2 separate regions of the Mus musculus genome follow, and region 2 is linked to region 1. Evidence: chromatin contacts called from public promoter capture Hi-C data. All regions are on one chromosome and are shown on one strand. The core of a region is the stretch at or near the end of the contact, and the rest is flanking DNA. Distances in the headings are between cores, read along the strand shown. Region 1 holds the start of Uqcrfs1 (ubiquinol-cytochrome c reductase, Rieske iron-sulfur polypeptide 1). Region 2 holds the start of G630018N14Rik (a long non-coding RNA gene).

Evidence for each region. Promoter capture Hi-C pulls out the DNA fragments that hold promoters and counts their contacts.
Region 2: a promoter capture Hi-C map of hippocampal neurons shows a contact between it and region 1, with 4 times the contacts expected there. The contact joins the promoter of G630018N14Rik here to the promoter of Uqcrfs1 in region 1. A contact is called at or near these places in 2 of 39 promoter capture datasets (the C10 cell line and hippocampal neurons).

The regions. Positions count from the first base shown.
Region 1 is chr13:30,544,010-30,546,681 of GRCm38.p6, reverse strand. Uqcrfs1 (ubiquinol-cytochrome c reductase, Rieske iron-sulfur polypeptide 1) reads left to right here and starts at 1,366. Exons shown (of 2, transcript NM_025710.2): 1 at 1,366-1,648. The coding sequence starts at 1,435.
Region 2 is chr13:31,407,795-31,410,466 of GRCm38.p6, reverse strand. G630018N14Rik (a long non-coding RNA gene) reads left to right here and starts at 1,364. Exons shown (of 10, transcript XR_003950526.1): 1 at 1,364-1,689.

The sequences.
Region 1 (2,672 bases), core at 117-2,616:
CACTCCTGGTTCCTTAGGTGAGATCTACATGGAGTGCATGCTTCTCTGGGGTTATCCCAGGTCCTGTCCCTGTTCAGAACATAACTGAATGAAGTGACAGTGACAAGAAAGGACCCAGACTAGGCAGCAAGTATCCTCCCTGGCTAAGGACACCTGCAATCATTCCTCTGTGAGGGCCCGGATCTCCTGGGTGTTGTTTTACATTGCTGCTATAACAAACATAGTGTCTTAAAACAACACAACTACATTGTTTTACAATTCCAAAGGTTTAGAAACCAGCCAAGGTCCTAGAGTCCATGTATTATACAAGCATCATATCACAATCATGCCAGAGTGTGCAGTGCTTAAATTCTTAGTTTTTTTTTTTTACTGTTTTTTCTTTTTAAACCCTAAAAGAATAAACGAAGTATTTGGTATAGAGAAAGTTGTATGGATGAGAACTTCATTCTTTGAAAGTGAATGCCATCTCTAAACTCAATTGTCTGTGTGAACTTGAAATCAAGGTTTGTTCTACTTGGAAAAGTGGAGATTTTCAAGTGTAAGAGGGATTAACGTTTATTAGCACCTCACAGAGACTTTGTTAGTGGTGTAGTCAGAACTGAAAGAGAAGTTAGAAAGTTGGCAGTTTTCTCACTATGTGAAGGAGAGTAAGAGTCCCTCCCTTTTGTACTGCTGAACATCACTTGGGAAACCCCACTTGTTCAGAAACAAACAAACAAACAAACAAACAAAAACCCCTCAGGGGTCTACAATACTCCACTGCTTCCTGGCAATCTATGCAGAGCAAAGGGTCTAAGGACCAGGTCCTTCACTGGTAAAATGCTGGTATCAATAGTGTTATTTCATCAAGATCATAATTACAAATGAACAACGAAGGAAACTACCAAATCAAAAGCGTAGTAGATCATGAATAATCGTAAGCCACCGTTTTGTTTTGTTTTGTTTTGTTTTGTTTTTGTCAAACCTTGCATATAGGTTTCTGGCTCTTTTGTTGTAAGAAGATCAAAATCGTCTTGGCAAAAGACAAAAAGCGGTTGGTATTTATTCTAGGTGATAGGCGTTAGGAAGTAGTAGTAGCCTGTTGTTTTTTTTTTTCTCATGCCTCGGTCGTCCCCGATTTAAGGTTTTGCCCTAAATGAAGGATCTCAATCACGACCACAAGAAATCCCTCCCGACTTCGGTTTTCCTGGGGCAGGGCGACCGAGTCAGACACCAGAGTGTCTCCAGGCCCTGCCCTTTCCTGCCCGGGCCCCAACCTGCGCCCGAAGCCACGCCCCCAACGCGGCGTCCCTCCCGATTCGCTCAACCTTGCGAAACGCCCTTTCCGGCGTCGCGCTGACGTCACAAACCCTGCGCCTCCCGCTCCTCTTCGGGCCGTCGTTCGAACGAAAGGTCGTCCCTGTGACCGACGAGGTGGTTTGAGCAGCTGTCGCCATGTTGTCGGTCGCCGCCCGCTCGGGCCCGTTCGCGCCCGTCCTATCGGCCACTTCCCGCGGGGTGGCGGGCGCGCTGCGTCCTCTGCTGCAAGGCGCGGTGCCCGCCGCCTCGGAGCCACCTGTTCTGGATGTGAAGCGACCCTTCCTGTGCCGCGAGTCCCTGAGTGGCCAGGCCGCAGCCCGGCCTTTGGTGGCCACGGTGGGCCTGAACGGTGAGCCGGCTTCGGAGTACCCCGATCTCGTTCCCTGCGGCGGCGGAGGGCGGTGTGCTGGGATGTGGTGGGCCGGCCGCGGCTACCTTGGCAGGCCGAGCGCTCCCCGGAGCAGGCGGGCTCACGGTGACGGGATGCTCCCGTAGCTGCATCCCCCAGGAGTCAGGAGCCGGTCTGCACGTCAGTCTGGGTTCCCTCCTCAGGCTTCACTTGACTTTCTTGATTAAGATCGGCCTCCCTGTATCATGGCTAAGATACTGTTAGTTACAGGAATTTGACCTTGGGCAAGTTTCCTCGATGTTACCACAACTTTGTAGGGGTGTTGTGAGTCTTACACTAGAGAATTCTATGTAAAGCCATTGGTACGGTTTAGACGATAAGTGTTCAAAATAGAAATTGAAACAACCATGTAGGAAGTTGTCAGTGTACTGGTACAGTCGCTTTTCAGCATCTTAACTCCCTAGCAGCCCCATCCCTATAGACACAAAACCAGCCCTGTCAGTTCCACTGTAGGGGATCAGCAGTGGTTTCAGATACCAGGCTCTACGGCTTTCATAATCTTACTTAGTCGTGAAGGCGAGGCAGTCAGAAATGATACTTTTTTTTTTTTTTAATACAGAAAACAGAGGTGAAGTGACCCACACAGTGGGAATCTATGCAGTGCGGTCTCTTCCTAGTTTATCTAAGTCTGCTTCACATTCCCTTGTGACTTAAAAATCTAGAAAGCTTTCTGGTGTCTCCTGAAATGTGGGAAGCTGCACTGGGCTCGTTTGGTTTCTGCTCCGATAGTTGACTGACTCTTCACTTTTTCAAGTAGATTAAACCTTGATTTCAAGTTCACAGGGACCATTGAGTTTAGAAATATCATTCACTTTAAAAGAATGAAGATCGCATCCATATAGCTTTCTCCTCTATACCAAGCAAAGTAACATACTATGATTGTTCAGTGTATTACCTACTTGGCACTGCTTGGGGTTGAGTTTATGACCTTTCTACATGTCAACCAAATTGCCTTCTTAGACAG
Region 2 (2,672 bases), core at 115-2,614, 860 kb before region 1:
TGCATTGGTGTTCTGTCTCTCTAAGGCAAATTCTTTCACGAATTTTTTAGGGTACTGGATAGGATGTGGGATAAATAAAATCACTGCGGCTCCAGGGTTGCTGGGCTTGGATCATCACATTGAAACAGTGGATGCTGAGAAGAAAGATGATGGAAACAGAAGCCAAGAGGACACTGCCCAGGAGGGCATTCAGTTTAGGGACAAAGGCAGGGAGATACCTTCCCTGTAGAAAAGACTCAATCCTATCTTTATTTGGGGGCCACCATGATAATAGGTATGGGGCAACAGATTTTAACAATGTAGGTGTAAGAGAAATACACCAGCTATGTTGTGTTCTCAAAGATGTCTCTATTGATGGCAGATATGTTCTTTTGAATTGAGTCATTCTTAGCTCTTTCAAACAATAATATGCATCATATTTCTGCAGAACCAGCACCTATGAAGTCCATGACGATCTGTATCCTATCATCTTCTTTTGTTAGGAATGCTCACTGTGGAGCAGAGCTGTGCTGCAGCACATTTGACTAGTAGAGCTGAAGTTTCTCCTTAGTTCTGTGGTTCATACCACAAGTTTCTAGGACTGTAATCTCTCACTATGAATGACACTTCTGTCTTACAAACTCCAAACTTTCAAATATCTGACTATCCTGAGAGTGAATACTGCTCGAATTGAAGATATGAAATTTGCGGTGGAGCATTAAAATGAAAGATGCTATGACTGGTTAACTCCACTCTGAGGGAATTTTGCGTTTTGCCTGATTGGACATACCAGAAAACTATTTAAAAGTTTGATTTACTCCCTGTAAAGAAGGCTGTGTTGTTTAAGATGGTTATAGCATATTACACTGCACTTATGGACAGAAGCTGTATATAGCTGCCAGGCTTCAAGCTCCTTCATGTTTATCAGGATGCTTTCAAATTGTCCGCATGTCCTTATGGAAGCATCTCTCTGTCCCAGTCCACACCCTATCTCGGGGTTCATTTGTGTGCTCTTTAAGAGTTCCCCTTGGCTTCTCTAAGTATATGCATATGGCTTGAAATATATTAATCACTTTTCAAAGTCTTCAAGTGCTTGCAATAATTTCCATAAACCAAATTTAATTCAGGTGGGCCTGCTGCCAACAGACGGACCAACCCCAGGGTGGGTCTCTGGCATTTCTTCTTGAATGCTTCATGCCATTAAGGAGAAGTGTTTCAAGCAAAAAGGGAGAGTCCAATTATGCCAAGTTGTGAAGGTTTTTTTTTTTTTTAATGTCCTGTTTTTACAGTAATCTAAGGTTTTGTGCCAAGCCATAAGTATGCCTAATTTTAGCTCAGCTCCTCAGTCAGAAGCAAGCATGTCTGTCTGTCTGTTCTCTTTCAGTTCTTTACATTAGCTCCCTTAAGGCTCTATCTGCCTTTGAGCTTGCTTACCGGCAGTGCTTCTGACCACTCATGGGTTAATTTGAGGCAGCACAGCCAGGCGCCTGTCAGCTCTAATGGATTCATCACTATTAATAAGTTTGGCGCCTAATTTACTACGAGCTGGCACTGGCAATGACGCTGAGAGATCACATGTCCCAGCTGATGCGCAGATTCTTCCCCACTGAAATGGACGTTTCTGCCAAAGTCAATGAGTAAAACTGACAGTGCGGATGACTAACCTCCAGCCCAGAGCCTTTGGCAGCTCACACCTTTGTGCAAAGCACGGTACGTTGTTTAAATTCTTTCAGATTATGATGATGGCAATAGTAGAGATATTTAGTAAATGAGGGAAGTGTGGCCTCCCTACTATCTGCAATGAAGCCTGCAAAAAGGGGATCATTGTTGGCAGGGGGACCTAGTATCATTTGTGAGAGGAGAGAAATGATCAGACCCTTTGCCACACCCTGCTGCCTGTGCTATAGGCCAAACAAATGCCTATCATTGGCCTCAGTTGAAAAGCTAATTTGCAGCTTGTTGAAAAGATGAGGCTCTTTGATACAGAGAAATATCTGGAAAGCAACAGAGTGCACAATACCCACATTTGCTCAGGAGCTGGATATGCCAAAGTGATGATAGTCGAAGAACTTTGGTGATTTTGCAATTTTACAGTCTCCAGATGCCCTGAACATCTAATGTTGATTCACAGCTCTCTGTAAAGCAAGAAGAGTCATGCTAAGATCAGAGAGGTCATTCCTGGTATCCAAGACCAGGCAGTTGGCATAGATAAACAGGAGACAAATGTCCAATGGCACAGCCTCGCCTGATACAAACTTAAGATCTCCATTTGGAAGAGGGAAGCTACTGAGTTTCAGAGGGTCTCTACTTACTATATTAAACTTGGTTTCTCTTTGAGGCCATCTTAAATTCATGACTTACAACCTCAGCCCATGGTCTGGGGTATAAGGACAGTTCAATATCAGTGCTTGCTTTGTAGTTCAAAATTATCTTAAAATTCTTATACGTGGAATTAAAACATTTTAGGAGTTGTGATGTCCTAAAACAAAATGTTCTGATCATGCCCAGTGAGGACAAAAAGGATGGACCTGTGTTTTCTAACCTCAGCCGTATCAAAGCAATGCAGTTGAGAGCATTGGAAGGAGGGTGTTCTATGCACTCACGGTCTGGATTCTTTGACTCTACATCTTCAAGAAGATGTAAAGTACAAGTCTTTACCTTACTGGAGGAACTAATAGCATTCATTACTCAGA